Regions from separate parts of the Mus musculus genome. Here all the other regions are linked to region 6. The links are chromatin contacts, called in public HiCAR-type and HiChIP or PLAC-seq maps. All regions are on one chromosome and are shown on one strand. Each heading gives the region's core, a stretch centred on a gene start, on an enhancer-like site or on the middle of the called end of the contact. The rest is flanking DNA. Distances are from core to core; before and after follow the strand shown. Region 1 overlaps Hdac4 (histone deacetylase 4). Region 2 overlaps Hdac4 (histone deacetylase 4). Region 3 overlaps Hdac4 (histone deacetylase 4). Region 4 overlaps Hdac4 (histone deacetylase 4). Region 5 overlaps Hdac4 (histone deacetylase 4). Region 6 overlaps Ndufa10 (NADH:ubiquinone oxidoreductase subunit A10).

Evidence for each region. HiCAR-type assays count read pairs that join an accessible place to other places. HiChIP or PLAC-seq counts read pairs in DNA pulled down with a chosen protein or histone mark.
Region 1: a HiCAR-type map of astrocytes shows a contact between it and region 6, with 8 times the contacts expected there. The contact joins two enhancer-like sites. A contact is called at or near these places in 6 of 115 datasets of contacts at active chromatin or transcription factors (astrocytes, embryonic basal ganglia, embryonic stem cells and 1 more).
Region 2: a contact with region 6 is called in a HiCAR-type map of astrocytes, with 4 times the contacts expected there. The contact joins two enhancer-like sites. A contact is called at or near these places in 2 of 484 Hi-C or Micro-C datasets (embryonic stem cells and nephron progenitors), 10 of 115 datasets of contacts at active chromatin or transcription factors (astrocytes, embryonic stem cells, heart atrium and 2 more) and 1 of 9 other capture datasets (embryonic stem cells).
Region 3: an H3K27ac HiChIP or PLAC-seq map of SST interneurons shows a contact between it and region 6, with 2.7 times the contacts expected there. The contact joins two enhancer-like sites. A contact is called at or near these places in 6 of 39 promoter capture datasets (the 3T3-L1 cell line, cranial neural crest, hippocampal neurons and 3 more), 2 of 484 Hi-C or Micro-C datasets (bone marrow-derived macrophages and embryonic stem cells), 4 of 115 datasets of contacts at active chromatin or transcription factors (SST interneurons, embryonic stem cells and heart atrium) and 3 of 9 other capture datasets (adipose tissue, embryonic stem cells and liver).
Region 4: an H3K27ac HiChIP or PLAC-seq map of embryonic stem cells shows a contact between it and region 6, with 4 times the contacts expected there. The contact joins two enhancer-like sites. A contact is called at or near these places in 3 of 484 Hi-C or Micro-C datasets (bone marrow-derived macrophages and embryonic stem cells), 7 of 115 datasets of contacts at active chromatin or transcription factors (embryonic stem cells, heart atrium and stem cell-derived neural progenitor cells) and 1 of 9 other capture datasets (embryonic stem cells).
Region 5: a contact with region 6 is called in an H3K27ac HiChIP or PLAC-seq map of heart atrium, with 15 times the contacts expected there. The contact joins two enhancer-like sites. A contact is called at or near these places in 2 of 484 Hi-C or Micro-C datasets (bone marrow-derived macrophages and nephron progenitors), 7 of 115 datasets of contacts at active chromatin or transcription factors (astrocytes, double positive thymocytes, embryonic stem cells and 2 more) and 1 of 9 other capture datasets (embryonic stem cells).

Annotation. Positions count from the first base shown.
Region 1 is chr1:92,082,097-92,085,872 of GRCm38.p6, forward strand. All of the region lies in intron 2 of Hdac4 (histone deacetylase 4), which reads right to left. Among named protein-coding and RNA genes, the nearest start is that of Hdac4, 96 kb to the right of the region's middle. Within about 2 kb of position 1,260, at least 61 of the 459 cell types and tissues checked have an H3K27ac peak or open chromatin away from gene starts, as enhancers often do. A contact at or near this core is called in astrocytes and heart atrium, where this site is marked.
Region 2 is chr1:92,099,350-92,103,091 of GRCm38.p6, forward strand. The region is part of intron 2 of Hdac4 (histone deacetylase 4); the gene reads right to left. Among named protein-coding and RNA genes, the nearest start is that of Hdac4, 79 kb to the right of the region's middle. Within about 2 kb of position 1,337, at least 98 of the 459 cell types and tissues checked have an H3K27ac peak or open chromatin away from gene starts, as enhancers often do. A contact at or near this core is called in astrocytes, heart atrium and neural progenitor cells, where this site is marked.
Region 3 is chr1:92,141,547-92,145,352 of GRCm38.p6, forward strand. All of the region lies in intron 2 of Hdac4 (histone deacetylase 4), which reads right to left. Among named protein-coding and RNA genes, the nearest start is that of Hdac4, 37 kb to the right of the region's middle. Within about 2 kb of position 1,950, at least 39 of the 459 cell types and tissues checked have an H3K27ac peak or open chromatin away from gene starts, as enhancers often do. A contact at or near this core is called in SST interneurons, where this site is marked.
Region 4 is chr1:92,118,367-92,122,268 of GRCm38.p6, forward strand. The region is part of intron 2 of Hdac4 (histone deacetylase 4); the gene reads right to left. Among named protein-coding and RNA genes, the nearest start is that of Hdac4, 60 kb to the right of the region's middle. Within about 2 kb of position 1,340, at least 25 of the 459 cell types and tissues checked have an H3K27ac peak or open chromatin away from gene starts, as enhancers often do. A contact at or near this core is called in embryonic stem cells, where this site is marked.
Region 5 is chr1:92,014,533-92,017,995 of GRCm38.p6, forward strand. All of the region lies in intron 4 of Hdac4 (histone deacetylase 4), which reads right to left. Among named protein-coding and RNA genes, the nearest start is that of Gm46242, 140 kb to the left of the region's middle. Within about 2 kb of position 1,574, at least 20 of the 459 cell types and tissues checked have an H3K27ac peak or open chromatin away from gene starts, as enhancers often do. A contact at or near this core is called in astrocytes and heart atrium, where this site is marked.
Region 6 is chr1:92,436,254-92,439,991 of GRCm38.p6, forward strand. It overlaps Ndufa10 (NADH:ubiquinone oxidoreductase subunit A10), which reads right to left. Exons shown (of 10, transcript NM_024197.1): 10 at 3,455-3,654. The coding sequence ends at 3,586. Among named protein-coding and RNA genes, the nearest start is that of Mir6900, 26 kb to the right of the region's middle. Within about 2 kb of position 1,553, at least 105 of the 459 cell types and tissues checked have an H3K27ac peak or open chromatin away from gene starts, as enhancers often do. A contact at or near this core is called in SST interneurons, astrocytes, embryonic stem cells and 2 more, where this site is marked.

The DNA.
Region 1 (3,776 bases), core at 10-2,509, 350 kb before region 6:
CCTCAGCGGAGCTGTCCTCACATGAGCAGGCTACTGTCATAGCTCCCTATGGGTTTAAGGCACAGGATGAAACAGCCCTTCTAACTTCCACACTACTTCTTCAAAGGTAGTCAATGAAGGGAAGTACGAGCTCGCCATAAGCCGAGTGTGATGACTAGCCCAGTGAGGATGGTAGTCAAGCCCAGTTCAGGTTCTTGATTTCGGAGTTCATTAATTCATCATTCATGGTCATGCCCCAAAGCTTCGTAGACACCCAGCTCTGGATTCTCCAATGGGTGTGGTAGCTGCACCTGCCAACCCCCAAGTCCTACTTTTAGTAAATTCTAGCTATAAGACACAGCTGGGCACCTCTGGGGAAAGGAGCTAGTTCTGTACAGATGTGCATGCGTTCTCTCTCTCTCTCTCTCTCTCTCTCTCTCTCTCTCTCTCTCTCAGCATCATTTGCCTCAGAGGCCAGAAGAGGACACTGGGCACCCTGGAACTGGATTTACAGACAGTTGTGAGCCGTCATGTGGGTGCTGGGACTTGAACTCAAGTTCTCTGTTAGAGAGTCTACTGTTTTAACCACTACGCTACCTCTCCAGTGCCATATACAGATGTTCTTGACATCACCGAGTACACGCACTGGACAAGAGCTTAGACTTCTGTGGCTATGCCATCAATTCTGTCACAGGACTTTCCCTAGCAACTGAGCCAGCTCTCTGAAACCTGTCCTTCCCCAGGATGCATGTCAATTAACAGAAAACAAAAGCAGAAAAGACCTTCTACATTGAGTAATACAATCTCCAGCAAGCTGAAGGAACAAATCTGTCATTTCCACAGGACAATCATGTGCTCAACTAGAAGGAGAAATGCAGAGCTAAAAAAAGAGCAGAGAGAATCAAGAAGCACCACGGTGACATAAAGTTCACAAAGGGGAAGTAGCTGAACTTTCACTCACTTTTTTTCATCTCACTTTTGCCAAAGTGAGATGCAGCACCAGCCAGGAGCACCATAGGCAGGTGGAAGTGGCTTCCAGTTCCGACCAGTGCATACACAGGCCTTAGGAAACCAAATTCAGGAAATTCTATAATACCACCCTAAGAATACAGTGACTCACTTTCTGTCAGAGAGACAGTAAATATCTAGTTCAAGGTTTAATACAGCCTGATTAGTCTCTCCCCAGCACACTTGCAACTCAAAGACCTCATGTATGCGGTGAACACACAACCTACCTTCTGTTTTCTCTCATCAGTCAGCACCTAAGGCAGTGCAGGGTGCAGAACTCAAAGGTCAGGCACAGGGTACTGATTTTGAATAGTTACACTGTGCTGTGTGGGTTTTGCACTAGTCTCAAAAGTCCCCACCTGTGGAATTATTGGGGTTCTGAGAACACACCTCTGAATCCTCGGGGACTGTCTACAATGACGCATCTGCCACCGTTGCACATGGTCTCTTCAGAGCTTTTCATCTGCTGGCAGGCATTGTTTGGACTCTCAGGGGACAGACATGAGCTGTAGGAAATCAGTCTTAGGTGCTGGGACCTTATCCCAGGTGCCAGAGCCTGCCTGTAATCCTGCTGTTACTCTGCTTGGATGTCTACTTTCTGAGTTCCAGGTGGCTCTGTGCCCCATGATTAACCTATCAATAGGGGAAAGAGCCATCTGAAAATTACAGAGCTTTGAGAATGTTTTTTAGGACTTTTGTTCGGAGCAGGAAAGGATTCGTTAATGCTGTAATGCTCAAAAAGACCAGCAATCCCAGCCCCAATGAACACTCACTACATGACGCAGATTCCAACAAACTGCACAATAACGATGAAAAAGCACAGTTTAAAAAACCAACAAAGAAACTCGGCTCTCTCTGAGAAACCTTCAATTTACTTGGCCACTTTCTCATGGACATTCAATTAAAAACAACTGTGGGAAAACAAATCTAGCCGCTGGAAACAGCAGATGCCAGTGAGGCCATAAAATAGGCATTCTCCTAAGAGCCCTAGAAGCCTTTCAGCACTGACATTTGACAAAAGCCAGAAGCCTAGGTCCCAAGAAAGAGGGCCACACCTCACCCCACCCAAAGTGAGTTCAATAAATATCTGATATGACAGCAAAGTACAAACTACAGAAGAAGGTGGGGGTGGGGGGAGATGTTATCAAGAAGATAGCTTAATCAGTAAACCGTTTGCCTTGTAAATTCCATCTCTAGAACCAGCGTAAAAATTCTGGGTGTGGTGAGGCACACTTATAACCCCAGCAATGGAGAGGTTGAAACTAGAAGCTTTCCACTGGCTAGCCAGCCTAGCTTAACTGGTGAGTTGCAGGCTAATGAGAGACCTTCCCCAAAGCACATAGGCAGCATTCCCGATGACAACATCTCAGGTTTTCCTCTGACCTCTGCAAGCATGCATATACATGCACACCCCAAAATACACAAGTATACACACACATAGTGTGTCTTTTTTTTTTTTGGTTTTTTGAGACAGGGTTTCTCTGTATAGCCCTGGCTATCCTGGAACTCACTTTGTAGACCAGGCTGGCCTCAAACTTAGAAATCCACCTGCCTCTGCCTCCCGAGTGCTGGGATTAAAGTCGTGCGCCACCACGCCCGGCTACACACAGTGTGTCTTAAAGAATACTATCCACAAAGGAATTGGTTATCTGGCTATCACATAAAGGAGCTGTACTCAGAATACACAATCAGCATCTACAATTCAAGCATAAAGAGGCAAATAACTCAAGTGAGAACAGGCAAAAGACTTAAGCAGATATCTCTGCAAAGAGAGAGCAAATGGCCAAAGACCACATGGAGAGATGCTCAGCATCCAGCCTCAGCAGATGCACATGGCAGCCAGGATGAGGCACTGTTTCACACCCATGAGAATCAGGACAAGAGCACCATCAGTAGCATACATATAGCATCTCCCAGCCACCCATGGGTGCGCCTGTCTAGCTGTAGGTACCACAGCCTGGTGCTATCTGACCCTGGTGGAGCATGATCGTACCTGCAGGATGAGAAGCTGAAGGTCAACTCTAGGCCTTCAATTCTGAGACAAGCACAACACTAGTTCTTGCTGTTTTACACCCTATTCCTGACCTACAGACAAATTCCTCAAAGGGTTTCTTCCTTCTTCAGTGGCTTGAGGAGAGCTGCCTTCAAGGCCATCACATATATTCTGAAGATAAGATCAACAACAGCCTTCAGAGGCGTCCATACCCTCATCCCTACAGCCTATAAATGTCTATTTCCATGTCAGAGTGACTTTGCTGGTGTAATCAGAGATCCTGAGATGAGGACCGAGTAAATGGTTAGTTCCAGTGTGGGGATGGGAACTGTGCGGCATAACAAGATGTCACAAAGCAAGGAAGCCATCACAGACTACAAAGTCACATCAAAAGGGCTTAAGGGCCCCTAAAGGCCAGAGATGGAGCCCTATATACAACAAGAGAATATTAGTGCACTCAAACACATGGTTCACAGTTCACACATACACACACACACATACACACACACACACACACACACACACACGACAAGACATTAGCTTTGGAAGATACAATGGGACAGATGAAGGGAGCACCATAAGGAACAAGCAGTGGTCACTGGACAGGACAACCCGCTCCCACTCTGCAACTATAGTGTGTGTCCATGAGCAAAAGAGAAAACAAAATGCAAGCAGAGGCAGGAAGCTGTAAACAAATGGCAGCCCAGTGTCCCTCACAGCTAACAGACTCAATGCCACACAAAACTTTTCTAAAACATTCAAGCTTTAAGCACTGGTACCTGGAGGTGTCTAAGAA
Region 2 (3,742 bases), core at 87-2,586, 340 kb before region 6:
ATTTGAAAAGCTTTATACAATATGATTGGCAGAATAAATAATCTAGACAGCAAGAAAACTGAAAGGAAAGAGCTGCTCAGAAGTGGGTGCCCACCCCACTTTATCATGTATGTCCCACAGGATGTCTGCATGTCCCGGGGTAACTCTCAAACAGAAACCTATACTACTAACAAAGGACTCAGCTGCACAGGCTCCCTGGGCCTTGTGCAATGGAACACAAGGATCACCAACACAAGGACCTGGGAGTTTTGTGAGAAAGCCAAGAACCAAGGCAGGGAACGGACTTGCAAGTCATCCTGGCCTGCCATGACTGGCCCAGGCTGGCCAGGCCAAGTGTGAGCTTCCAGGGCCAGCTGCGGGGCCAAGGACTGCCTTCCTGGCCAACAAGACAAGCCACAACAGCTGTGACACTGACGACGGGCACACTAAAATAGAAGGGTGTTTGTTTGCATCTCCTGTGATAAAGACCTGTGTGGGGGTGGAGCACTGAGAAGACCAGAGCAGACTGGAGTGAGATTTTAATAAAGTTAAATAAAGCCTTGTGCAGTATTATATGCCTACAATCCCAACTACTGTCAGGAGGGTTCAAAGTTCAAGGCTAGCCTGCACAACAGCATGAAACCTGTCTAAAAATACAAAGAAAGATGGTCAGCTCATCACCTAAAGAGAGACTAGGGAGCTGGGTGGCTCTGGAAACAGGCACATACTCCCCTCCCTGAACTGGGGCTGTGCGGGTGCCAGTATGTAATACCTCATGGGAGAACCCACAGCCAGCCTGCTGCCAGGGCCTAGAGTACAAAAACAGCTTTAGAAGACAGCATACAATTAACACAGCAACAATCATCTTCCTAATTTAGGGTAATCTCTGCTTCGTAGCCCTTTTTGGCAGTGGGTGTACTAGAGCTATCTGTGTGGGTGCTTTTCATCTGGTTACTCGACGTCCCCAGTTGGAAGATATCAAGGAAGATCTTAAATGTCCACTAGCACCTTCTAGAGAAAGGGTGAGACTCAAAAGAGTTAGTAGGCCTTGCCCTCCCAGAAGAAGGAATGTTTGTTCGCAAGAGTTCATGACTACTGATCAGGCTTTTGTCTGCAGCCTGGCAGCAGATCAGGGTAGGACACTGCTGTTGGGGCAAAAGCCTGGCTGGGGGTGGGAGGGATTGGAACTTCAGCTCTCTGAAAGAAGTGGGGACACAGAGACAGGTCTGGCCCCTGGTGGCTGGGAACCTGGGTGCAGTATAAGAGTGTCAACAGTTCAGGTGACCCTGTGCACTGCCTGTCGAGGAGCACCAAGTGCTGTCTTTGGTCTGGCCCACAGGCATTGAGGTCCAGGTTCATCCAGTCCTGGCTCCAAAGAAAGCAGAGTTCTCTGGCACAGTGCTCTGGGTGAGAACACAACCTCTGGCCAGCATTTGTTGTTTGCTGGACATGTGACGCAAAGGCTTTTGAGAGCTTCTGAGAGAGAATAGCAACCCCATAAACACAGACGTCCTTGAGGCAGGGGCCAAGAGAATCCAAGAATCTGATGGACTGGGGGCAGTGACCCAGATGCACTACAAGAGCCTTGTACCACAGCGGACAGGCATAGAGCCTGGAAACAGAGACCTACCAAAACTTTATTTAAAATCACCTATCTTTATTCCAGAAAAGCAAATCAAAGTCTATCTGGGGATTCAAACAAAGTAATGAGTGAAGTCAGGTCCAGTGACCAGTGATCACAGGCACAGCCATTGGACCAAAGAAAGAAAATTTTATTTCTCTCTCTGTTTTTTCTCCTTTTAGAGGAGGAAGGCAGAATAGAAGACAGCCAGTGAGGCCATCTTTCACAAAAACCTTTAACTGTTTTTTGTTTGTTTGTTTTAAAAAAAAAAAAAAAAGCCTACAAGGGACCAAACCCCACATGGGAAAGGTACCCAACAGCACCCCACAGGCAAGTTCATTCCAGCTCTCTGGCAGGCACGAAGTCAGTAACTTTAAATTATCACATCACAATAAACAATAAGCCCCATTAGATGTATGTAGCCTTACTTTAAAGAACATGCAACCAAACATCCCTACAGTAATATACCAGGAATAGCTACTAGCCTGGGGGTTGAAGGAACCCAGAGCCTCCAACCCCACCCCCAACAGAGGCCTATGAAGGGACTGAGATCTATGGAATTTGGATTCCTTGAAATAGCAGAGGCCAGCTGACTTTTGAACTTTAGGGTCCCAGGATTTCGATATAGTAGCTGTCCTTAGAATGATGGAGATTCCCTTTCCAGAAGTTTGGCTAAGACCTGATCCTTTCCCAATGTTAGTGAAGAATTTTAAGCATCTTGCAGAAAACTCACTTTTAGAAATAAAGTGCCCAACCCAAAGATTAATAAACATGGCACAGTCGAGCCCAAGGAGTGAAGACACAAGGCGGGACTCCAGAGAAGCAGGAAGGCCAGACCCTGGCTACCCCGAGGAACTGAGGAGCAGGGAGAACTCAGGCCTTCTGGTGTCTTGTAGCTGCTGCCCAGGTTGTTCTATTTGTCTTCTCTCTGGATCCACTCAAGGCCCACACTGAGATACTGGCCTATGCTCCATGAACACTCTAAGTGGTTGGCTTGAAGACCCCAGAGGCAGCAAACCTGCCCTCCTTTCTTCCTTCCTGGTGGAAACCAAGGCAATGGGCATTTACTAATAAGCACCTGCTGGGGGTAAACACTGAGAGAAGACTTCAAATGCCATAAGAAAAAATATAGCAAACCACCCACAGAAATGTCTATAGAGGGAGCCAGGCCACCCTTCCTCATCACCAGCCTGTCTCCCAATCATCCTACAGGAGCTGCTAATTCTCAAATAAAACAACACACTTTGGCAAGCACGCCAAGTACTGTAGGTCAGGCAACACTGATGTCCAAATACAAGTACCCTTCATGCTATTATCCAAGAGGACATGGAGGACCAAGTTCACCACACAGGTACCTCCCCTTCAGAAGAGGGTGACACTTCAAGCCAGAGGACCTAGAGGGAGGAGCAACATGAGGCCCATCTCATCATTATAGGGGAATGGGTAATGTCAGTTTTTGGAAGAACAACTTGCAAAAGAAGATATATAAGCAATCCTATCTACTTTGTGGGCAGAGTTGTCTGGAAGCAGGGACAGGATGATAGCAATCAGGACACTACTTAGCTACCAGGGCAGGCAGGAGGTGGCCATGGGGGGAGACGGGGAGGAAGAAGAGGGAGGGGTAGGGGAGGGGAAAAGGGGGAGCGAAGAGGAGGAGGAAGAGGAGGAGGAAAGCAGAGGCACGAATGAATGTTAAGGGTAGAGGAGAGCAAGCAGCCTGTGACAGGCATGCTTCATGTGGTGTGGGACAGTGATACACCACACAGGCTGGCCCAGGCTGGACAGAAAACTAAGCCAGGGCCTTGGTGAAGGAAGCAAAGGGTTTCTTTCTATACCTTCATAGTTGCTTGGGCTTTGTTTTACTCTGGTTCTGGGGGTGGAAGCCAAGGCTTTGAGGCTAAAGAGCAAGCATGCCACCATTGAGAGGCATCTCCAGCCATTTCAGGGGCAAGGGGAGGAAGGATAAATGTGAGAGGAGACAGGGCCATGCTACCTAATCGAAGTCACAATCTATCTATTAGTACCACAGGTATGTACCACATCAACTTTCTTCACAGGTTTCTATTCTTTGTAAAATGGTACATCCTGCTTTGTAAACAAGGATGACTATTTATGGTCATGGGCTCTGTACCAGCTCACTAT
Region 3 (3,806 bases), core at 700-3,199, 290 kb before region 6:
GGCTGACATGACTGGACAACAACCAATCCCACCATCTAAAGGAAATACAGAGTCAGAGCTGATTTGGGTCTAATGTGAATGTCACTGTATGAAAACCAATTCATCCTGTTTATGACCACTAAACAAGAACTCCAAGATACTTTAGCCAACTTCATAGTTCTTTACAAATGCTATCTGATACAACTTTTAGAAATATGTAAATTAGCCACAAACTTTATGTATAAAACACACAAACATCACCTATAAATATGTTTTTCTTTTCCAAGTACATGGTAACAGCAAGAGTTAGGAGTGTCTGAATTGCCGAGCAGTGCTTTGTAGCAGATCCTAAGCTGCTCAGAGCCCTTGATGAAGCTCACTTCGTCTCTGTGTTAATCATTACAGTTTCCTCACTGTCCATTTCTTATGTTCTCAGAAAATAAACAGACAGAGAGGTGCTGAGGTGAAGCACTAAGTTTCACCCAAACCCCCAAATTACATGGCTCACCAGCCTCCCAGTCAGTTCCTTCAGTTCAGCACTCCAGGACCAGCAACGAGAACTCAGAGAAGGTTTGAACCATACCTAAAATGCAGTACACACACCTAAAATGGTGCAAACAGCAGAAGTTTCAGGATGGTTGAGCCAGGATGGCTCAGGTAACACTGTGTATTAAGGTCACACAGAGCCTCTTTATCTAGATGACAAGATCCTGGCCACACAGATTGCAACAGCAAGCCTAACTCTCTCCCTCCATACTGAACACTGCCTCTCTACCAGGCCATGTACCCCAGGCAGCAAGCATCATGCCCTGCTCTTCAGACTTAGCCAGTGCAGGCCTTCTGGGGGGACATCTCCATTAAATGTATACAGCTCTTCTGGGAGCTTCTATGATCTGCCTATTCCTTCACATGGCAAGAATCACTCCATTCCCAAGGTGCCGGCAACCCCTAAATGCCAATCTCTGCCTGCTTGGCCTGGAAGCCCCACACATGTAGAGAGTTTGACTAGACTTATCTGAGCCCAAAGCACCCAGAGTTCTGCTGTCCACAGAGAAGCGTGTGTGGGCGATGAATTCCAGTTCCTGGCTGGCCTTTGAAGCACTGTGCTACCCCAACTGAGGCAGTTATTTGATGTCAGGCAATACTGGTTTTCTCACCCACACAATGGAACGGTGGCATTCTAGCTCACTTCCCAAGGTCATCATGCCTTACAAATGTAATGACTGGAAAGCACAATTCAGAACGAACTTGCTATTCATTCTGGTCCCTCAAAAGCACAGCGGTGTTTGACTTGGAGTAAGCAAGTAATCAATGTTGATTTATGATCACTATAAGTTTTAAACACCTATGGTTAAACAGACCCAGTTCTTTAGCTGGAGCAGCTTTGGGCCTTGCACAGACCAGCTCTGGAGGCGGTATGCATCTGCACACCTGTCCACATACGACCTGCCCCCACTGCCAGGCACTGCAATTATGGCCTTTCTGTTCCAGCACCAAGCTGTGCTCAATGGTTCCTAATGATTCGAGTATTGAGTTTTCTGTGTCAAATACATACCAGGAGTTCATTCTTAAATTTCAATATCATTAATCATCTAACATTCAGCATCTCAGAACTCAGAAATTTGCATTTCTACAATGGGGGCTTTGAAAGAAGGACACAAATGCAAATGCTCCCCAAACTGTGTAAGAATTTTCAGAAAATTGCCAAAACAAACCATCAGCACACCATTGACAGTGAATATTCTGAGCTCTTCCCAGTGACAGAGTATTCGTGATTTTTAAAAGACAAAACACAATTTGAAGATTGAAAAAAAGAAAGGTTGAAAAATAAGTCCTTATGTCTACATGATTTCCAGAACAAATCTTGACTGATTAAGATTTCAGATAATCACGGCATGGAGAAGCCAGGGTGGTGACAACTTGAGAGCTGCGCATGCTAGTGGGGTGGTGGCTGGGAAGATGCCAGCAAGATGCGTGTGCTAGGAGCTGGGCAGGAGGCAGCACGAAGCACAGGAAGCAAGCATTCTGGAAGCCTTTCCTTCAGAAAGCAGACTGAAGCACTCCCAGGCTTAACACACCCCCACCCAACTCTGTCCCACTGTCTGAGGTATCTCATGTCCTTTTCCAGAGAACTTGATGTATGCTCAAAAGAAACGCTCACTTCTCCATGACCTTGGCCAGCTCAGTCTCGCTCCCCACTGTCTAAAAGTTCAGAGTGGCTACCTCCTGGTGTCCCCTTCTGTTCCCTCCCTGATCTGCATGAAGCTGCTCCTCTCTGGCTGACTATGCTACACAAGGCTATCTATCTCCTTACTGACACTCCTAGGCCTCCTGTTGGCTGGCTAGCCCTAACTGCCTACATACCTGTCTGACATCACTATGGTCTACAGTGGTCTCTTACACCAGGCCTCACTCAGACTTTGCAAGTCACTTGCTACCAGCTGCCCAGAATCTACATCTGTATGCACCACAGCCCACAAAATTCATTCCCTATCCTACTGGGCAAGTATCCCTGAAACATATACATTGCAGAGCACAATGTAAAAGTTATAAAAACATTCTTTTATGATATAATTTCATTACCATTTAATATCTTCATTACTATATAATAACCTTGGCAACCAAACTGGTTAAAATAAATAAGACTCAAGACCATACAAGTAAGGGTAGGACCAGACATGCAACTTTAATCCCAGCACTCAGAGGAAAGAAGTAGGCAGATCCTAGTGAATTCAAGGCCAGTCAGAACTTCAGAGAGAGACTCTGTGGGGGTTGGGGGGAAGGGGGAAGGACTTAAAGCACAGAGCTGGAGGATCTCAGCTCAGCCTAGGCCAAGGGGCAGAAGGCCTCTTCCTGGAGACTCAGAGAACAACCCACGATGTTTCAAACATACAGAATATTATTAAACCAGAGAATGACCCAAATTAAAGCACTGATCTTGGATTCCACAGGCTTCCCTCAACATGGTTACTTTATTTGTAACCCGACACTAGCCAGGCCTCTCACTGAGATCCAGCGATAGAAGAACAGAAAGAAAGAAAGAAGGATCCTGGCTCTGATGGGCTTCCTACCTAAGGCCGTCAGCTAAGGCGGCACAAATGCCTCCTTGAGGATATCTACTTTCTCTAAGCAGAGACCTTCCCCAAGAAGTTCAAATACACTGATGATCAGTGTCGTGTCAGATGAGTGAGTGATCAGGTGACAGGACCAGGGTCTCATGGTAGCCAGCCGGTTACCAGTATCTAGATGCACTATAACACCAAGTAAGACAGCAATTACTGGGAGGGAAAAGGGACAGGGAAGAAAGAAAGGCTGCTCATTCTCCCAGCAGCCCCATCTGTCCTCCCACTGCTATTTCCAGGGGACCTGCCGCACAGGCAGAGGTCTAAGAGCTGAGCTCACCACAGCCTGCCTGGGCACATCTCAACAGTGAGGGCTTCAGTGCAGGATGAGACCAGCAGCACCATTCAGAGCCTCTTTCCACAGAGTCCTCACAAGCTGAACCAACCCAAGCCCTTTCCTCGGGCTGCTCACAGTACTGGAAACAGTTATTTAGAGCAATAAATCCCAACAGTTAGGAGGCTTTTACGTCAGAGAGCCAGGGCCTGGCTCTAGCAAAGTCCAGAAAGAAGAGCAATAAAATCATAACGCAAGCCTCACCCAGCACCACAGGGAGTTTAAAGGAAAACAGAGGAGAGAGGAGTTATACACAGCAAATAAAAAGGCCACTTCATCACCAGGGCAAAGCCAAGCTGCCCTGCCAATGTGAGAGGACCCAAAGGCCACAGAGCTCCACCAGGGCCTGATGTGCCACCAGCGCTGCGCCA
Region 4 (3,902 bases), core at 90-2,589, 320 kb before region 6:
TGTACTCCTGCTCTATCACACAAGCTACCCCAAGGTCAGGGTGAGCAGGAGAGAATCTCCAAAGCTCACTGCCACACGGAACATAGTCAGCTCCATATGCACAAAGGAAGACCAACAAATGAGAACCAGTATGAAGAGAGAAGTTGAAATGAAACATAGACACGTGGATCGAGCCATGTTTCACACAGAAGTGGGCTCTCTGAAGCACGCTGGACACAAGGTTTGGTCCTATGCCTTCGAAGGATGCTGAGTTCTGGTCACTGAGTTTCTTTTTCAAACAAACAAAAAAAAAAAAAACAGAGACATGTTTTGTTGTTGTTGTTATTTTAATATTCTAAAGTTGAACAAATGAACAAATCATTTTTTACATTCTGGGTGCTAAGTACTTTACTGTCCATGGAAATATCAACTCTGAAGAGACAAGACAGCCCGGGGCCACCACAATGCTGAGTGGAACTGGAGGTACAGGTACAAGCATAAGGGATTTACATACAAGAACCCAAAATAGAGCTGCATTCAATTACCTCTTTAGTTGAGCCCCAGTTGTATGCTGGGCCATAGCACTTGAAGCATGTTTCTAAAAGCTGTTTCCAAGGGGCTGGGGAGATGGCTCAGCAGACAAAGTGCTCACCATGTTAAACCTGATGACCTCAATTCAGGTATCTAGCACCACACAAACACTGGGCATGGTGGTGAGCAACCATGATCCTAGCAGTAGAAAGGCAAAAGAGGGTCGCTAAGGTTCCACTGTCAGCCAGTGTAGCCTAAAGGAAGAGTTTGAGGTTCAGTGAGAAGCCTTGTTTCAAAATGGAGAGCAACAGAGGAAGACACCAGATGTCAACTTCTAGTGTATCCACCCCATACACGGGGTATACTCACACACACACACACACACACACACACACACACACACACACACACATCAAAAACAACTTTGAGGCCTCATAAAGGAACAGCAACCCCAGGACTGGAACACTGTACTGAGTCAGCATGAAGAGGGGCCTTAGGTTCTGGGGACCTGCCAGTGGCGTCAGAACAAGAACTGCTATGAGTCAGATCTGGGGCAGCCTGAGCACCACAATGTGCACAACAATAAAGGGGTACAGCCCAGGTAACAGCCAGGAATCCAGGACCTCGGGTGAGTATAAACAAGAAAGAAAGGAACTCCTCTTCATAGCGAAAAGTCACCTCTAAACAAATGAGAGTAATCAGAGTCATCGGGGTTGTCAGCAAGGTCAGCCAGGAGTCACAGAAGAACTCAGAAGCCTCCCGGAGGCCAGGCACCAGGGGGCCTGCAGTCCCCCAACAGTTTCTTGTAACAAGCTCCTGGCAACACCCCTTCAGCCTCCTGAAACAAGTGAAAGTCAGGGCACCTGAAACACTACGACACCTCTGCAGCCTCCCAGCCCAACACAAACCACCCAAAATGAAACAAGAGGAAATGAACAAAGGTGAGGGGAGAGATTTTTAATTTTTTTTTATTTTTTAATGGCAACCCTGTCTGTTTCCATAATGTTCCTGTCAGGAAGCCACAGAAAGACCACTAAGACTGTCCCAGATTAGAGAAGCCTGTGGAACAGAAGACATGAATGCTAGGCAGGATCCAAGAGTTTCTTTTGGCATATAAACCATCCTTACCAGACAATCAACAAAATGTGAACACATGTACACTACAGAGAACAGTCCTGGGTCACAGTAAACTTCCTGACTCTATGCATCAAGTGGGGTAATGGGAGGCTGTCCTTGTTCTAGGTAATACAACAGAGGAATGGATACAGAAAATGTGGTACATTTACACAATGAAATACTACTCAGCTATTAAAAATAAATGAATTTATGAAATTCCTAGGCAAATGGATGGACCTGGAGGACATCATCCTGAGTGAAGTAACCCAATCACAAAGGAACTCGCACAATATGTACTCACTGATAAGTGGATATTAGCCCAGAAACTTAGGATACCCAAGATATAAGATACAACTTGCCAAACGCATGAAATTCAAGAAGAACGAAGACCAAAGTGTGGACACTCTACCCTTTCTTAGAAATGGGAACAAAACACCCATAGAAGGAGTTACAGAGACAAAATTTGGAGCTGTGACGAAAGGATGGACCATCTAGTGATTGCCATATGCAGGGATCCATCCCATAATCAGCTTCCAAATGCTGACACCATTGCATACACTAGCAAGATTTTGCTGAAAGGACCCAGATATAGCTCTCTCTTGTGAGACTATGCCGGGGCCTAGCAAACACAGAAGTGGATGATCACAGTCAGCTAGTGGATGGATCACAGGGCCCCCAATGGAGGAGCTAGAGAAATTACCCAAGGAGCTAAAGGGAACTGCAACCCTATAGGTGGAACAACAATATGAACTAACCAGTACCCGGGAGCTCTTGTCTTTAGCTGCATATGTATCAAAAGATGGCCTAGTCGGTCATCACTGCAAAGAGAGGCCTATTGGACTTGCAAACTTTATATGCCCCAGTACAGGGGAACACCAGGGCCAAAAAGGGGCAGTGGGTGGGTAGGGGATTGGGGGGTGGGTATGGGGGACCTTTGGGATAGCATTGAAAATGTAAACGAGGAAAATACCTAATTAAAAAAAAATATGGAACAAGAAAAAAAAAAAAAAGAAAAAAGTTAAGTCCTAAAATGTTCCCCAACTCCTGAAATACATTACTCTTCAGACAGACAGACAATAAATAGATAGCACAAGACTAAGAAATCAAGGAACACTGCGTCCACATACACCTCAAAAGGACATTCATGCTATCAAGCAGCAAGAGCACAGAGGGAGAACCTTGACAAGACACCATTCTCAGACAGGGGTGCACACCTGAAAAGATGGTTCAACCAGAATGGGATATAGACAAAATAAATATACAAAAAGCAAAACAAAGACTCCAGAATACAGAAAGAGTTAGCAATAACATTAATAAACACAGAAACAATAAAACAAGAATATCCCCTTAGGGATCATGGGAATCGCAAGAGGGAATTCTAAAGAAAGCAACTAGCAGGCTAGCTTAGAACTGAAAGGTAAGACACACACAGGCCATCCATCCTACAGACCAGCAGCCAACCATCAAACAGAGACGTAGATACTTCAGACAAGAAGTACCTATACTTACAACCACCTACAGGAGGCTAAAATCTGGCTGTGTTCACCAAATGCCCAGAGAGCTCCCTTTCAGCAGCCCAATGGCTGTAGCTGACAGGGTGAGCCCAGACAATATGGTATGGCAAGGGTGGGGGAGGGGTCCAAATACTGCTTATCTTCTACCATACACCACCTGCACCTGAATCAGGAAACACAAAGAAGGCTCCCAACAGCACACTTACTAGTAGACATGTTTGCAAATAAGCAGCACACCATTACAGGACAAAGAATATGTCAGGAACATGCTTAAGGCAGATACTAACCAACAAGAAATGTTGACCTCAGATTCTACACCTGAGCCTGGGTCTCATCAAGTTTTATCCAAAAGTCCTCACAAGCTACAAAACATACACTATAATTCCATGTATGTCAAGTTTTTAAATGTGTAACTCAAACAAAATAGTTTAGTAACATGTATGTACATGGTTTCAAATATTAAAAGCAGAAGCAAAGGGTCTTCTAGATGCTGATGGTGTATTGCTTTTTTACATGGGGAAAATGAGAGTTGTGCATTTTTAATAGTATTTTGTAATTAAATTTAAATAAGTGTGTGGGAAGAAAAAAAAAAAAGCTTGATTTAAGGAGCCAAGAAAGTAGCATCTCTCTCACAGGCCGGGGCAATACATCAGTAAATATAGGGCTTGCATCAAGACCACAAGGACCCATGTGGGGCAGCCTCAGGATGTGTCGTGTGGACACAGGGCCTCCCATGCTCCCAACCATGGAAAAATGCACTCC
Region 5 (3,463 bases), core at 324-2,823, 420 kb before region 6:
AGGAAAAGTTTGCTTTTGTTTGCTTGCCTTCACTCTCAATGGCAAATTCATCTGCCTTGTTACTGATACATTCATTCCTTGGCTGGTATTTATAGCTTACTTCTTTGGGATTCCAACACAGATTGAAGATCAGGACTTCTGTGCCAGACTGGGCTTACTGAGACATCTATCCTCAGAGATTGAGCAATTACTGTATTCTTAGCCTCTCCCTCATGAGACTACCAGACCAAAGCCTGTAAGCCAGTCTACTAAACCTCCTTTAGTGTGTGTGTGTGTGTGTGTGTGTGTGTAAAATATTTATCTCCACCATATCAGCTCTGTTCCTTTAGAGATCCCTGACTAAGAAAGAACAGTTTAAAAGAGGAAACTAAAGCAAAGAGGCAGCCTAATAAAGTTTTTACCTTAGGTGGACTGGCTCCTAAGCAGTTTCGATGATGCCCACATGGGAAAACAGCTAATCCTTCAGCATATGCTTGAATATATGAACTAGCTGTGAGGTCCAAGCATGTGCGCATATGAATGTACACAAATGTGGTTTCAGTAAACACGTGTGAAGATGGTTCCACTTCACACATGGAGTGTGTGCACTTCATATGCTGCCTCATGTCATCTCCAGCAAGACTTTATGGAAGACAAATAGATGTACCCAGAGATATGTCCAATCTCTCTGATGCTGGATGAGCACTCAAAAGAGGAGCTTAAGCCAACCTTCATGAACTACATATAGTGCTGCCAGGAGGTTAGTGCAGCCACAGCTAATCCTGACACACACATTGCAAGGTTCATGCTTCTAGAAGTGCCCAAGCTGCACACAGAAGGCCTTCTTGTACTCCCCTCTAACCACAGGCCTTACAGCTCCCTGGTTGGATTTCTTCCCAAGACTGTCTATCACCAGCTTCCACAGTCAACTACAGCACTGGGTAGACTGAGGGGGTGGGACTGTAAACTGCTCTGAGTTTGTTCCAATCAGAATCACAATATGCCACTTACTCAGCATGGGAAATTCAAGTCACATCATATCAAGAATGTGATGGAAAAGTGACAGCAATTGTATAATTGTTTCCACCCCAACAGTCAAACCTGTGTGGCCCAGGCATTGAGCCACTCAGATTACTTTCAATAAAACATAAGCATGAGCAAAATAAACAGGGCCACCAACTTATTCATACCATGGGCATAATAAAAGAGGTGCTGGTCCCTGTCCTGTGGGGCTATCCTGGAAGACCCAGGCAAATTCTCAGGCTACCATACCTACACAGACACCCTGGGGCTGACCTAACCTAGCCCCAGCCCCTAGGACAGAGGTTATAGCTCTGTTCTCACCTATGCTATACCTCCACAACCTGCCGAGTGAGCCTTCCTAGTCTAGCTTCCCTAATGCTATAGAAGTAAGCCAGAAGAGGTTAGAGCCTCAAGACTTCTCAGAGCTGTCCAGTCACAACTGTGGTTGTGTGCAACAAAGATTTACTGGGCAGACTGAGCAGGTGGCACTGTCTGTTTATGTAAACTTTATGTCCCTGTTTATGTAAACTTTCCAGAGCTCTCCTGAGAAAATCAGTTACTAAGAAGATTCATGGGGCAAAGGTCATTTGCAGCCGGGTGTATGGCAGATTAACTGGAGAGGGTACAGGAATTCCCCATAACAGCTTAGAGAAAGAGACTGAGAGAACACTGAAAGACTGCCCAGGCCTGCCCAGACCCTACAATGGCTACCTTCCCCACAGAAAGGCCACTTGCAGAAAGCTTAACACTGTGTCTAGCAACAGTGGGTGCAGGGGGCGGTCAGAGAAGGCCAGCAGAGACTCCTGGCTCTCTGGTTTATATTTCAAACAGCCACTAAAATGGCCTCTAAAGTGGATCTCTGCCCTGAGCTGGCAGCATGCTTCAGCAGAGTATGAGGTGACACAGCAGGAAGGGAAGATGGGCAGGCCAGCTGCCTGGCTTGGTCTATCCTCACAGAAGCACCACACACTTTGCTTGCTGCCTTCCCCATGCTTCCACGGGGCAGCAGTATTGCCCCACAATGAAGACGAAATGACAAGGAGTGTGAAAACACTCTGAAAGTTTGATATGAGGTTGGCATGTGTACTTCCACAGTTTTATCTTGAGTCTGTTTCTGAAAGACATCCCCTAAAGAGGACAGTGTCTCACGGAGGACAGCTGAAAGTCAGAGGAAGTTATCAGCAAGTTACAACCTAGCTGGATGGATGGGACAAGGGACCAAACCCAAGTCTCAAAATTGCATCCTCACTTGGCCACCCTTGTTGATAGCAGTCAATATATAGATAAATCTAACATAAGTCAGGATCTAAGCTCCTCTCAGCCAATGGCACTGAGCCACTGAACCCAGCTCCAGTTCTTATAATAACTTCAGAACAGTAACATTTTTCTATCCTTTATGGGAAAATCAGGTTATAACACTTTGTACTAAGCTTCATTCCAAGAGACTACTCCCAGCCATTCTAGGAAAGCCCCATTGTATAGTCCACATATTCATGGACTCTAGGGCTGCTAGAATAACATCTGTGAATAAGTAGGGTCAGTCAGAGAGTTCTTAAAGGTATGGTGGTGGTGTCCACAGGTAATGCACCCTCAATGGGTCACTAGGCAACTGGCATCAGGTTAACTTTTTACCTGCTTTAATCACCTTTGGAAAGCAAACATGGTGACATTTTTAAAAATAATAGTGCAATCATTTTATAATCATCCATTCCAAGAAACAGCCCTAAACAACTAGCTCTGCTCAGAGACACCCAACTCAGGAGCATGGAGTAGGTCATTGATGAAGAGTCTCTCTGTATTTTCCCTTAGTAACTAGAAGTAAAGCGAGTATCCTGTTATAGTCAAAAAGACATGCAAACCTGAAATTTAAAGAGATACAGATTGCAAATAATGGCCAGATTCCCAAAGACACCCCAGAACAATGCTGCTGGTCCTGTGTGTGTCACGACATCTTGAGGTCATGTTGCTAGGGCAGAAAGAACTAACCAGATCTGTGTTCCTCAGCCCATTACCACAGAACACTGTCAGTGACCGTTTATGACCCAGGCACTCGGAGCTTTGCTTCTTTCCTTTCTTTGACCACACACGGTATCTGTCACAAGAATCTCCCTCCTTGGTTCCACAAGGGCTGGGCCTGTACTGTCCAGTGAGAAGACACCACTGAGTGTAGAATTCAGACCATAATAACAAGCCTTCTGGAAGAGCTGACTTTACACTGGGTAAAGTCAGCTATCTGCACGTAGTAACTCACTACCATATCCAAGACTCTGCCAAGGTAGAGGGAGAATGCCGAGAAGAGATCTTCGGCAGATGCAATCCATATCACCACAGGACAGTTTAGAATAAGATAACCACAGTGTGGTGGCTCCAATGAGAATATGCTGGCATAGGCTCACATACTGGAATACTTGGTCCCCAGTTGGTGGAACTGTTTGGGAAGGGTTAGGAAGTGTACCACTAG
Region 6 (3,738 bases), core at 303-2,802:
AATGGATTACTCCTGTCTTGTGACAGGAGTGAGCTCAGGGCCTGAAGGTTGTCTGTGACGTAAGGTGATCAGTAAGGCTTCTCTCCCACTCTCACAAAGGAAGAGTCCTTTCATTACCTGGGTTTCATCAGTAACAGGGTCTGGGGACAGCCACTCTCTCCAGCCCAGTCACTGAGAAAGTTGGAACTGAACCAGCCAGTGGATTAACAGGTTGATAACACAATGACCCTTGTCAAAAGTAACTGTTTTGATGGAGGACTTGTAGGATGAAGTGATTAAGAGCAGGTGCACACATCTGGCCATACCTGCAGGCCCCTACCAGCCGTGACCCATTTCCTGTATAAATACACCTGCATCCATTTCCAGGCTAGAGGGTCCTTCAAGCCAGCGCAGTTTATTACATTGGCCAGCTCTTACCCACCATGAGGCTTTCTCTAGCTCTGCCTCACCCCTCACCTCTCCACTGCTCCGTTGTTCTCCGAACAACCAGAGCCTCTAAAGGTCAGACTGAAGGATGGAGCCAAGCAGATCTGTGGGGCTGCATGCAGGGAATGCCAACCAGGTGGACACCCTGTGCCTCCTGCAGGCAAAGCATGGCCCACAGATAGCTTCAATTCGAAGCTGATCTTGCACTTCCCTGCTTCAGGCTGTGGAGAGGACTGAAGGGTGCAGGGAGTGCTAGGGATGTCTGAGATGGAGGATCCCCACATTTGGATCTTACCATCTGCTGGGCAGTGCCCCCTGGGGCTGTGAGGAAGGAAGCCAGTGTGTGTGTGTGTGTGTGTGTGTGTGTGTGTATGTGTCTTTGTCTCAGTCTGGCTCCCAGGTTGGCTACAAGGAGGCACATTTCATTTCTTGCCATTGATCTGCTGGCTGAGCCTCATTCACAGCCCACTGGGCTATGCTCCCACCCCTGGAATACCCTGGCTCTGGGCAAGTCCATTCGCTTTGCCCTGAGGCTACTGAGTTTGGCAGGAAGACAGGGGCCCTCTGCTTTCAATCCGCACAGCATGAAAAAGATCCTGCTGCTGCTGGCACCACCTCGTTCTAGGAAAATGCAGGTGTAAAGGATTTGTTTGACATTCTGTCAGGATACTAAAAAATGTAGTAAAAGCCAAGCACTTTTGGGTGCTTTGTTATACTGCTTTGAAGACCCCTTGCGGTAAGCCTATACTGCAAATCTCTGGTCCTAGGGTGTCTGGTGAGAATTCCAGAGAGAGCAGGACACACCAAAACTCAGAGCTTGGGTCTCCGGACAAGTCCAGGGCCTTGCAGCTTAAAAGGGCAATTTCCCTCAAATTCCAGTCATCTTCTAATCCTGGGTTTGCTTCCTTTCACATGAGTTTCCCGCTAAAGAAACCCAACAGGAAGAAAGGACCTGAGGGCTGAGGTCCTGGCAGAAGCACTGCCCTCAGGGCTGGCTTTATATTAGATGAAGAGGCCAGGGTGCCTCAGGCTCTTTCCTCCATTCACCCAGCTCTGAGCTGTCTCCTTTCAACGCCCTTGTAGCCTGGTGCTACAGCGCTAACCTTGCTCATCAGCCCCAGGGCAGGCCTGCCTGGCTCCTTGGCGCCAGCACATACTGCTCACAGCCAATCCAGAAGTCCGTTTTGGTAAACAGAACACAGGATGTTTCCAAGCAATTAGGAGCCAGCAGGCTTTAGAAGAGGGGCCCGTGTCAAGCAAGAGAACATTGTTCATTCCTGTTGCACTGGCCAGGCACCCACTTACAAAGTGTAGCCTGACTGCCGGTCCTTGAACCCTCTGGTATTCTTCATCCTGAAGTGGCCACCTAGTCACATGCTGCCCTTACTGAATTGCTTTGCCTGGTGAACGGCTATTTGCTGTAGCACCACTGCTGTGTGGAGGGTTGCAATTGGCAGCAGTCAGATACCTGGGGAGCATGCCAGCTGCCACCAGGCTGCAGGCTGAGCCTAGCGCTACTGAAGATGGAGGAAACCACGAGAGCCTTAAGTCCATGAGGACTTCCTCTGTCAACAGAAAACACAGAACCAGTGTTAAAACAGCGCCCTGTTCCTGATCCTCAAAGTGCAGAGGCGGCTGCCAATGTGGGCTATTCAAAGTGTGTGGTTATCTTTCAGCTCTGATCCAAGCTCTAAAGGGCAGTAGAGACTCTGGTGAGACTGATGAGGGACTGCATCAATGCCATACCAGAGTATTTACCAGTCCTCAGGGCTTAGTCCTGGAGACTGGAGAATACTCACCCTCTTTTGCCCGAGTGAACACAGGAAATGGGCAGATGGACTTCTGTAGCAACACTAATCACAAGTGTCACACTACACCCAGGGAGTAGAGTCATCAGGGGAAGAAACAAGCACTTGGAAGGACTCTTAGGGTCCGAGTGTCCTGACTCTGTCCTGACGTGCTAGCCACCATGGCTGAGGTCTCTGGACTGTGGCCCAGGACCTACTTCTCACAACGCTGCATGCCTGTTCTGTGGGCCTTCAGGGGCAGCAGTGCCACCCAGCCAGGGATAGCACGCAGAGCCAAGATAAAGATGCTTTCTTTCTCTTTGACCCTTCTCAGGGGGCTCACAAGCTACTCAAACCACAGAATCCCAGGGCTGGCCCATTTCAGAAGGGGAGGGGGAGGGGCCGCAGGCAGGTAGGTGGCCCCAGCAGTAAGGCCAGCTTTTCTGGAAGATCAAAGTGTTCTCTTCTGTACTGCCTAATATTGACCTGCTCTCCAACAGTGTTCTGTGTGTGCCTGAATGGAGCCCAGTGCTACCAGGGAACTGAGTGCTAAATTTCATTAAGTTTTAATTAAGTTAAATGCAAGTTACATGTGCTTGGAGCAGCCACAGCAGGGGTCTCAGTACAAACTCACAGCTTAGGACAGCAATTCAGATTGACACCCGCTCCTAAGGACTCTCCCCCCAGGTTCCCATGCAGGAGAACAATAAGATGCCACTGCTCTTTCACCTGGGACTGGCACCCTCATTTTGGATAGCATCATCTGTACTACCCCACACCCTATGCTCAGCTTGCTCTTCAGAGATAAGAGAAAGCGAGCCTGCTCTAAGACTCGGTTCTGCTAGTCTGTGGCCATTCTTCACCCTTTTGCTCTAATGTGCTTCAGAAAAGAACAAATGCTTCAGAAAAGACGCTTCAACAGTGTGTGAGAGACCCAAAGTGCAGGGGTGGGTGGGTGGGGGGCGCAGGGCTGAGCATCCTTAGGCACCAGGCACAAGTGTGCCACGCAGACACAGGAGGAGGGGCTACAGAGCCGGCTTTATTTCTTCAAGTTGGAAGGGTTCAAGGGAACAGCACTGGGGCACGGGGCTTCCAGTGGGAGCTGGGCTTTCAGCAGACCAGCTCTGCTTTGTTTCTCCTCCAGATGATTCCAAAACATCACTAGAAGGTTCCAGAACCTTTTCAGTGGACGCTGATTCTTTCATCTCTGCCCAGGCGTGGGTCAGACTCTTTTTGTTAGATTTTTTTTTTTTTCTGGCAATTTCTTGATCATTTGCTTTTTTTCCTGTTGTCTTGGAAAGCTCTGGAGTTCACAGAGTTGGGCAGAGCAGGCATCTCCATGGCTATGACACGGCTGGGCGGAGGGGACCCTTCACTTCAGCCAGATCCACTTGTCACCCACCTCGGCATTGTACCCAGGGGCATACTTGCGGCCTGGCAGCTGTTGGGGGAAGGAATTAAACACTGTTTAGAGTAAAGACCACTTTTCCAACCTTTAGAGTTGGTCAGCTACTGCCCATCCAGT